Linked DNA regions of Mus musculus: region 1 is linked to region 2. The links are chromatin contacts, called in public targeted proximity ligation maps. All regions are on one chromosome and are shown on one strand. The core of a region is the stretch at or near the end of the contact, and the rest is flanking DNA. Distances in the headings are between cores, read along the strand shown. Region 1 overlaps Pacs1 (phosphofurin acidic cluster sorting protein 1). Region 2 holds the start of Klc2 (kinesin light chain 2).

Region 1 (5,359 bases), core at 1,692-4,191, 61 kb before region 2:
AGTAGGAAAACTGCAGACTTCAAAGAAGGAAAAAAGCTTGACCTACAATGGAAAAATCTGAAAAGGAAGGGCTGTGGAGAGACTTGAAATAATGAGTTTGTTGGCTTAGAGAACTAGAAATAAGCAAAGGCTTTCTATGTCCCTCCCTCTCTGTCTCACATGTTGAGGATTAGTTCTGGAACATCATCCATGCTATGACAGTGCTATGCTGAGCTACATTCCCAGCCCTTTTTAATCCTTACATAAGATGTCTCCCTAAAATGCCCAGGTTGGCCTTGAACTTGAAATCCTCCTGCCTCAGTTTTACAAGTGGCTGGAATTACAACTGTATTGATTCACACTGGACTTTCAGCTGTTTTCTTTGTCTAGTTTGAACCTTAGGCAGTGAAAGTATACTCTCTAAACCTTGGTACATTCTAGCTAACATCTGAGGATGCACATGGAGAACTGCCTAGTTAGTAGTACAGCCATCAAGGGTTTGTTGCAGGGAACACACACACACACACATATACACAAGGTTCACTTGGCCTGTAGAAGGGGTAGCTTTATAAAGGTACTACAAACTGAATATGGTAGCAAACACCTGGACTCCCACCCAGCTCCTGGGAAGCTAAGGCTGGGAGTTGCAAATTCTAGGCCAACCTAGGATGAATCATCAAACCCTGTCTCAAATAACCCAGCTAGAATAAAGAAAGGAAACAAAAATAATAATAATTATTATTATCATCATCATCATCACTATTAGCCCAAAAGAGGTTGCAATTGGACTAGATGGACTCTTCTTGGTTCTATAACTAATTAGAAAATGGTTTCATCTAAGAAATTAGGAAAAAGTAAACAAACTCACCTTTTAAACCTCAAGTAGGGGCTGGACAGATGGCACCGACTGCTCTTCCGAAGGTCCTGAGTTCAAATCCCAGCAACCACATGGTGGCTCACAACCATCTGTAACAAGATCTGACGCCCTCTTCTGGGGTGTCTGAAGACCGCTACAGTGTACTTACATATAATAAATAAATAAATCTTAAAAAAAACAACCCTCAAGTAAAAGGGCTGGTGAGATGGTAGCTAAGCAGGTGAAGACAGTTGCCACCAAGCCTGAACACGTCAGGTCAGTCACGGTGATGACCACATAGTAGGAGAGAACAATTCTAATTCTTGCAGAACGCCTTCTGACTTAGAGTGTGCCATGGCACACTGTGCCCCCACACAAAGACGTCTTAAGAATCTAAATTGCTTAGCTTTATTTTATTTTATTTTATGTGCATAAATATTTGACCTGCATGTTTGGGCCATGGCCAGCAGAGAAACATCTGACTGAGGTAAGCAGGAAACCCGGTTCAGTGGCTCAGTAGCTGATGTTGGTTCAGACTTCTGGAGTCTGACATTATTATATTTTAGACATTTAAGTATAGTACAGTTTTGTCTCATGTGCACAGTAAAGCTTTAAGGTATGACTACGTTGAAACTTTTTTGCATAGTACATGTGACCTCTTCCATAAAGATGGGTTCTATAGCTTAAGGCCTAGGGGAGTATCAGGTGTGGTCTCACTCATACAGAAATTGTAGAGGTCACCAAACTACAAAGTACATGTGACTTCTCCCCCTAGGTTCTATTGACTGAGAAACAATGGTCAAGTTAAAGGTCTAGGGAGGAAGAGTTTGGGATAAACATAGTAGTCTGGGTAATTCAGGTGTGGCCTGGCCCCTGCAGATAGCATAGATCACCAGGATATTAACAACACTCACTGCTAGCATTCTGTGTGGAAAACAAGTATTTATCCCTTCTGTTCAAGAGACAATCCTATGTGTTTAACATTCTTCGTTTCCCTAGTGCTTATCTGAAACCACAAGAACCTTGTGCCCTCTACACATGTATGCTATGTGTACCGTGTTCAAGCCTGGTGCCTGCAGAGGTCTGAAAAGGTGTTGGATCCCCTAGAAGGAGTTATCCATGGTTGAGACCACCAAGTCAGTACTGAGAAATCAGATTCAGTTCCTGCAAGAGCCAGTACTCTTAGCCATTGAACTATCTCTCCAGCCCTAAAAAGTATTTTCAAGATTTGTTTTCTATTTAATTATGTATATGCCACTGTAAGTGCCAGGGAAGGCGAGCGGTATCATAACCTCTGGAGCTGAAGTTACAAGGGAATGTAAGCTGCCCAACATGGGTGCTGGTAAACAGACTCTGGGCCTCTGCAAGAGTAGTATGTATTCTTAACCATTGAGCCGTCTCTCTAGACCCCTTATTTTATTATTGTTTGATGGTTGGTTGGTTGGTTGGTTTGTTTGTTTGTTTTGAAATAGGGTGTCTAAGTAGCCTTGGCTGTCCTGAAACTCACTATATTGGCCACACTGGCCTTGAATTCACCTGCCTCTGCCTCTTGATTGCTAGAATTAAAGCCACCACTATACTTTGCTCATAATTTTATTTTTTAAAGCTATCTTTTACATTGCTGGGTCAATCAGAGTCCCTCAACCCGAGGGAGAAATCAGGGTCCCAGTATTCAGGTGGGCAAGGAGTCAGCAAGTTACAAACAGGCACAAACACAAGAGAGTGTTGGATCTGAATGTAATTTCTCAAAGCAAGCATCAGACTTATATTACAGAAGAAAATTAGGAAGTTAGGTGACACGTCAGCTAAGGTACACTGAGGTTACTCGATGCATAATGACTCTTTACACAAAACACAAAAATGTGTACATAAAGACTGGCAGGAACCAGGCAATGTAACAACTGGGAGTCAGCCCTATCTAAGGTCAGCCATATTCTTAGAAGCTGGGTGTGAGGTCTTTACACCCCCGGGGCAAGGGCTCTCACGCCCAAGCCATAGTTCTAATTCTAATTGATTGTGTAACCCACCACCAGCCGGCTCCTAGTAAGTAGCTAGCTGTGCTATTCTTCTGGGCTTGTGAAAGTGTGCACTCGGGAGGGCTCCACTCTTGCTAACCTTTTCATAAGTAATGCAATACTCTAGTTCCTCCTAACCACAGCCCAGGCTTCTTCCGAAACCATTGTAAATTCTTGTATATGGGAGTGACTCAGCTGTTATTCTAAGTGTTTTGTGAGGGACCTCCATTTACCAGAGGAGCCCACAAACTTTCCTCTATTAGGTAATGTAGTCTGCCATACATGACTATAATAAGAATTCTAAACTTACTTTGTTAAACTTGCCCTGAAATCTCCAACTCTATCTAGTAGATTGCAATGTGTGATTTCTTTCACTATCTCTCTTTCAACACTGGAGGCATTTCATCTGAATAAGTAATGTTTTTACAAAATTCCAAGCTCAGGGTCTGCTCAAAGACTGCCTAGGACATTGGGACACGAGTGAAAGCCAGGAAGCAATGTTCAATCTAACTTAGCTATTTGTCAAATCATTCCTTGGGGGCACCTATAATAAAACAATACTAAAGGAAAGCACACAGAACCCTTCACCAACTATTTCAAGGACAAATCTGAAATACATCTGTGTTATGGGACGCCAAAGACTCCAGGAGACCAGTTTCCATGAAACTTTTTGCCTCAGGACTGCAGCCAGCTTTTGGACTTGTCACGCAGACTCCACTGGAGTGGGTGTGGCAATTGTCCATTAAAGAATGAGTAAATAAATAACTACAAATGATACTATTGGATAAGGGTTATTTTATATTATTAGGGAGAGGGTTGACTGTAGTTCTTCCTTGATAGTGATTATTAGTAGAGCCTGACCTGCTATTGTTTTTCCCCCAGTGTCTCTGCCAGCCCCAGTATTAAATTACTTTTAGGCCTGCTAGCTTATTTTCATATTGTCTGTAAGTCTGCTTATACAAAGCTAGCTGATTAAGTAGGTCTAAAATGTGTACCTCATGTGTTAGGGGCCCCATAGTAGACCTGAAGGTGCTCGTCCAGAGGGTTTTTTTTAAATGTTTATAATTATTTATTCTTTGAGAATTTCATACATGTATACAATGTATTTTTATCTTATCTAACTCTTACCTAACTCTCCTATTCCACTCCTGCTAGGCTTCCCAACACCCCCCACCCCCCCACACACACAGACCTTATCTTCTCCCCCCTCCTTCATTATAACCATTGAGTCCAATTAGTTCCACCCATATGTGCATGACGTGTCTGGGAATTTTTGTTTTCAAGGTCTTAAAATAGCTGTGGTGTGAAACCACAGGGGAGAAAGATGTCCCCCTCCACTCTGTAGTTCTTATGTGCACCCTTTGGCTGATGCTAAGACTCTTAAGGAATGAGAGGAAATCATACTTGTTTCATTAATTTCATATGTACAGTGGAAATCTTCAGAAGACAGTGATATATAAAGAAATAACCAAAGCATGATGCTTTTTACATTTCAAAAGAGTAGTTAATCTCTGAGTGAGAAAGGACAGATGAGAATCAGGATCAGGGCAGTAAACTCTAGGTTTGCCAGGAAAGATGTACTCAGTCAAGGAGTGAAGTTAGTGTGAAATGGGGGTCACTTTAGAGCTGTCGGTGCAGGCTCATGGCAGCCCTAGGTTATCAGTCTCTGGTGATGAAGGTCAGCTCTCCCAGAACAATCCTTTGTAGTTTCATGCATAGAGGCAGAAGCAAACCGCCCCCTCGGGTGAATGCAGCTTGAGGTCGTCAGTTCCCAGTTCCTAGGTTGTGCTTCCTTAACTCCTCCTGATGGATTCAGAACCCCGTATCTTCAAACAGGAAAGGCTTTCTCCTGAGTGAGGCTTTGTTAGGCATGTGTAAGGATTCTGCTGTCATTCCTATTCCTACCATTATCCCAGCAGCTCTCTATGTGTCTAGAGAAGTTCAGGTTTTACCTTGGTCCAGAATGTGTAGAAAGATCAGAGAAAAATGGAATTGTCTCTCAATAAGCAAGCAACCTGGCTATTAAAATAATTTTAAATGTGCCACTTAAAGATAGTCGAAATTTATTGCAGTCTACAGCGGGACCTCCTTTTGAAATTTTTAACTTTCTTGATGAAGAAAACCGTCTTAAATTCAAATTACTCCAGTTTCTCGTTTTATTTGTTCAGACAGTAAGGATCTGCACAGTTGGATTCTTAGGGAGGGAAGTAAGGAGAGAGAAGAGGGGCGACTAGCAAGACAAGCAGGACCACAGAGTAGCGTTTCCTGTCTCAGCTCTTCAGTCTCTGTGAAGCTGAGATATCTGCATGCCTGTGATGCTTCCAGAACTAGGAAACAGGACAGAGATGTTCATAGTTAGCTATTACAGCACTTCTTCTGAGCTTCACTGAATTAAAGATTTCATGCATGCATGGATACAGCTCATCAGTAAGATTCATCACAAAGGGAATATTAATCAGCCCACTTATGGGACTTTAGAAAAAGCACTTTAAGCTTGGGGTGGTGCTAC
Region 2 (5,428 bases), core at 381-2,880:
TGTTTGTTTTGTTTTGTTTTTCAAGACAGGGTTTCTCTGTATAGCCCTGGCTGTCCTGGAACTCACTTTGTAGACCAGGCTGGCCTCAAACTCAGAAATCCACCTGCCTCTGCCTTCTAAGTGCTGGGATTAAAGGCGTGCACCAACCACGCCTGGCTTTCTGATTTATTTTTTATGTGTATGAGTGTTTCACTTGCAAGTATGTGTGTGTACCACATGAGTTCCTAGTGCCTGCTGAACTCAGATGGCGGTATCTATCGATGCCCTGGAAATGGTAAAGATGGTTGTGAGCCAATGGGTGCTGCAAATGAAACTCAAGTCCTGAGCAGGAGAAACAAATGCTCTTCACCACCGAGGCATCCTTTCAGCCATCCCCTCCCCTCCGCACGCTTTGTAAGGTAGCCGTCTACTGATTGCTACCACATTCTCTATCTACCCCAGGCCCCAGCCAACAGGTGATGACCTACATTCCAGAAGGCAAAACAAGAAAAATGTTAGAAAGGCCGATGTTGTGTCAGCACCAAGTGGGTGTGGAGTAGAGATGGGAAGAGTACTGTAGAATCTAGTGGGATAGGGACCAAAGAGGCCGTCCTAGTTAGAGTTAATATTGCTGTGTGGAAACACAGTGACCAAAAGGGTTTATTTGGTGCACTCTTCATCCAGTGAAGGAAGTCAGGACAGGCACCCAGAGAGAACAGAACCCAGAGAAAGGAGCTGATGCAGAGCCCATGAAGGAGTGCTGCTTCTGGGCTTGCCCTCTGAACTTGCTCAGAACTGCCTTCTGGCCTCACCTACCCTGGCCTGGGCCCTCCCACAACAATCAGTAAGAAAACAGGTTTTCCTGCAGCCCGATCCTATGGCAGCATCTTCTCAGCCGAGATTCCCATCTGTTCAATGACCCTAGTTTGTGTCAAGTTGACATAAAACTATCTAGCACAGAGGTCTTTCCTTCCGAGTTGGTGACACCCAATCTGAGGCCCCCCAATGACACCACCACAATCCAAAGGCACTCGTCTGACCTCCTTATCTGGTCAGCAGTATCCACCCAGATATTCCCCTCAGGGGCGTGGATCTTCTCCCTTCTCCACCGACCTCCACACGCTCCTTCCCACCCAATTCTCCTTTTTAACCAGAAGCCTCCTTCTGTTCCCTCACAAAGCAAACCTAGATGCTGAGAATTCCCTACAGGCACAGTCACCTCCGAAGCCGGTAAGAGGTGCGTCTCTAGAGCGCGGAGGGGGCTGGGGGGTCAGATGTGTGAGAGGTGGGTAATGGCAACACCCACCTCACCAGCCCTTTGTGAGCATTAAGTCAATGCACTAAGACATCGACAAAAACACTTGACAGTCAATCAATGTGGACCGACTCGCTCTGGAATCTGAGGAGGTCGGCCTTCTTGCTCCTCAGTCACTCTGGTCCGGGGTCGGAGCTCCGCAGAGCGCACAGACCTGGAAGCTCTGGTCCGAGGGGGCGAGTCCAGCCACGCCCCTCTGCGTCCCGTCTGGGCTGGCCCCACCCCGAAGCCGGCCAGGCCTGCGGGGCCCCTTTAAGGCAGCGAGCTGGCCGGCTGGAGCGTGTTTCGCCCCCTCCGACGCCGCCGAGGTAGCGGCTTCACCTTTAAGGCGGCGCGGGGACTGCTGGGAAGGCCGGCGGGATGGAGGCAGCGAGACGAGCTCACGGTCGAGGATCCGGGTGAAGCGGGACAGGAGCAGGAGCCGGAGCCGGGCCAAAGCAGAAGGTGCAGGTCGGCGCCGGCCGGTTGGGCCGGGAGACCCAGTCAAGCCGGACAGTGAGGAGCGGTTGCAGGTCGGCCTAGAGGAGGAGTCGTCGTGGTCGTGGGCGCGGCCTGTGGGAGGACCCGACCGGCCCGCGGGGAGGGGGCGCGGTCCCGGGCTGGGGCTGGGAATCCGGCCTTTTCTAGGGAGGGTCTGCGGGCCTCAGGCCAGCCTGCGGGAGGGGTCGTTGTGGGCGCGGCCTGAAGAGACCTGTCCCGAAACTAAAGACCGCAGTCTCCCCGGAGCGGCGGGGGCGGGGACGGGGTGGCGGGGCTCGGTCGGCCCTGGGGGAGGGGCTCGTGGTTCCGCTTGCCCTGGGAAAGGGGCTGTCGCCAGGGCTGAGACCCAGTTGCCCGGAGAGCCTGTGGCGTCTGACTTGGGAACGCCTTGCAATGCCCTAGTGCTCTGTGTACCGATTAGGACAGTTCCGAATAACTCTCGAAGATGGGCTTTAGATCAACTGGCCTGAGCCGGTGGTCTGGGGCGGAATCGGGGTCCAGCCTCACTTCAGTCACACCGCATTGCGTCTCCCTAGGCTAGACGAGCCTGGCGCGCCCCCTGTAGGCCGCGTGCTGGCACGGCGAGGACTGCGGGCTGAGGGATCTGGACATCCATAGGGACCTAGGCGTCCGGGGACCTCCCGGTGTTTACCTAACTTGGGGTGGACGGCGGTGTGGCCCTAGGCCTGGCGTCCGCCTGCCCCACCCCTTGCCTCCACAGACGGCACGACCATGGCCACGATGGTGCTTCCTCGAGAGGAGAAGCTGAGTCAGGACGAGATAGTGCTGGGCACCAAGGCGGTGATCCAGGGTTTAGAGACCCTGAGAGGGGAGCATCGTGCCCTGCTAGCTCCCCTAGCTTCTCATGAAGCAGGCGAGGCCGAGCCGGGCTCACAGGAGCGCTGCCTCCTCCTGCGCCGCTCCCTGGAGGCCATCGAGCTGGGGCTTGGGGAGGCTCAGGTAGGTCAGTGTTGGGGCTGTGGTGGAAGATTACCCGAAGGGCCCTGGTGATGTAGGAACACCCTCAGCAAGGAAACACAAGTCTTTCAGAGCGTCACGTTAGGACAATAAGCAACGTTCAATGAATACACTTTGGAAATGCCAGCCCTGCGCCCTGCCCCAACGGGCACCCTTACCTCACACTGAGCTATGCCATTCAGGCCTCATTCTACCTAACAGACTGGGATGACAGAAGAAAGCAGAAATACTTTAGTAACCTCCCCTCACAATACAATTATGCATGAATTCATTAAGTTGTATAGCTTCTCACTTACTGTGTGCTGAGCTACAGTGTGTTAATGCTCAGGATGCAGATTGAATGCAGACAAGGTCTGTGTCCTCCCTAGGCATGGTATCTGCAATCCCAGCTCTTGAGAGGTGAAGGCAGTAGGATCCCAAGCTCCAGGCCAGCTTGGGTCAGTCACATAGTAAGATCCTGGCTCCCCTACTGTCCCTTCAAAACAAAATAAGATGATTTTCCCCCCTAGTACAACAGGAGAAGAGAAACACACATTCAACTAGTTACTTGAAACAAGTTGTGATCAGTGCTCCAGGGACAGTAAGATCTTGTGACAGTTTGTAGAAGGGAGTCTTGTCTATTGATCAGGCAAGACTTCTCTGAGATGACTTTAGCTCAAGGGCTGGCCTCCAAAGAGGCAACTAGAGGACAGCTGCATGTGTAAAGACCGAGGTAGGAGAGCTCGTGGGCTTGAAGGGAGACAAGAATGGTGTACCTAGAACTTACGGAGAGGGCGAGAGGGACACTAGAGGCTGTGAGGAAGCAGAAGACAGAATATGTCCAGGCCATCAGGTGGCCTGTGGAAGGGTCTAACAAGCAGAAGATGCCTGACTTAGCTTCTGAGATCTCTCTGGGAGCTATGGAGAGTTAACCTTAGTAGGCCAAGGATGGACTCTTGGAACAAGTGACAAGGAAGCCACTGCTAGGCTAGAAGGGAGTTTGAATTAGAGGGGTAGCCATGGAGACACCAGTTCTAGACTGGGGTGGGGGCAGCACAACTCCTGGATGTTTGTGCTTTTAGCAAGTTTCAGGAAGAAAGACTGTTTAGTTCCCCATATACTGGGCTGTCGGATAGAGAAGGGTTTTGTTCTCTGTGGTTCTTGGCCAAGCCACTGCCTGGATCCAGAAATTCTGGGGTGCTTGTATTGTCTTAATTTCTTTGTCTTTAAAATAGCAAGCAAGGCATGGCAGTTCTTGGGAAGCAGAGGCAAGCAGATTTCCAAGTTCAAGGCTAGCCTTATCTACACTGAGTTCCAGGACAGAAAAATCCTGTCTCAAAAACCCAAACCAAGTTGAGTGTGGTGGCACACGCCTTTAATCCCACTCGGGAGGCAGAGGCAGGCAGATTTCTGAGTTCTAGGCCAGCCTGGTCTACAAAGTGAGTTCCTGTCAGCCACCCTTCAGGGTTCTTTGAACAATCACTAGCCCTAGACAGGAAGCAGTAATATATTGGTGTTAGCTACAGTGGGTAGATTGTAACCAAAGGGGAACAAAGGGAGAGTCTGAGAGCTCAGATTCCACAGAGAAACCCTGTCTCGAAAAACAAACAAACAAAAAAAACCCAAAAAAAAAACCCCAAACCAACATGTCCCCCCACCCTCCCAAAAAACATAGTGGTCATGCCATCTATTGTATGTACTTCCAGGTTGTTTGAGGACTTGTTTTGTTTTGTTTTGTTTTTGAGACGGTCTCTACATAACCCTGGCTGTCCTGAAACTTACTATGTAGATCAAGCTGGCTCTGAACTCACAGAGATCCACCTGCCTCTGCCTCTGCCTCCTAAGTGCTGGAACAGAGCATGTGCCATCTGGACTTTTTTTTTTTTTTTTTTTTTTTTTAAGATTAGTGGTTATAAAAACACCTATCCCTTGAAATGTTTTCAAATATCCAAGTAGAGTGGCCCACACCTTTAATTCCAGCACTCTAGAGGCAAAAGTAGGTGAATACCTGAGTTCGAGGCCAGCCTAGTCTACAGAACAAGTTCCAAGACAGACAGGGCTACATAAAGAAAACTTGTCTTTAAAAAAAATGAAAAAATAGCCAGGCAGTGGTGGCGCATGCCTTTAATCCCATCACTTGGCAGGCAGATTTCTGAGTTCAAGGCCAGCCTGGTCTACAGAGTGAGTTCCAGGACAGCCAGCGCTACACAGAAAAACCCTGTCTCCCAAAACCAAAAAAAGAAGAAGAAGAAATAAAATAAAAAACATTTGCTAACTAAGTAGAAAATACAGGGTCCTAGACTCCAACCTTCTGGAAAGGCAATGTGTTACCTCCTCTCTTCGCTGTCAGTTACAGAGATAGTTCTGCAGGGTTCTAGGCTGCAGGTCTTTCACAGATAGGGAACAGAGTGTCATAGAGGTTACAGGCAGTGGAGATGGAGCATGGGGGAGGCATGACTGAAAAGAGGCAGTGATCCTGGTCTGAGAAGCATGGATAGGAACATATAGCCTATACCAAGGCCCATGACTAACGGACACCTGGAGAGTCAGATGTTAAAAGAGCTGGGTGTTGGGACTAAGGCCAGTGCAGCCCTTTCCACCCTTTAGGGACTTAGGACATATGCTGCCTCCCTTCAGCAGGCAGACAGGGCTGTGGACCCTTAGCAGATTAGGGTGAGGTCTCTTTGTGTCCTGTCA

The links.
Region 1: a targeted proximity ligation map of embryonic stem cells shows a contact between it and region 2, with 20 read pairs. A contact is called at or near these places in 2 of 39 promoter capture datasets (embryonic stem cells and macrophages), 5 of 130 datasets of targeted methods (CD8 T cells, bone marrow-derived macrophages and embryonic stem cells) and 3 of 9 other capture datasets (adipose tissue, liver and pancreatic islet).

Annotation. Positions count from the first base shown.
Region 1 is chr19:5,176,418-5,181,776 of GRCm38.p6, reverse strand. The region is part of intron 1 of Pacs1 (phosphofurin acidic cluster sorting protein 1); the gene reads left to right. Among named protein-coding and RNA genes, the nearest start is that of Gm30840, 54 kb to the right of the region's middle.
Region 2 is chr19:5,114,500-5,119,927 of GRCm38.p6, reverse strand. It overlaps Klc2 (kinesin light chain 2), which reads left to right and starts at 1,630. Exons shown (of 16, transcript NM_008451.3): 1 at 1,630-1,806; 2 at 2,496-2,734. The coding sequence starts at 2,507. LOC115489018 (a long non-coding RNA gene) reads right to left here. Exons shown (of 2, transcript XR_003952889.1): 2 at 596-3,227.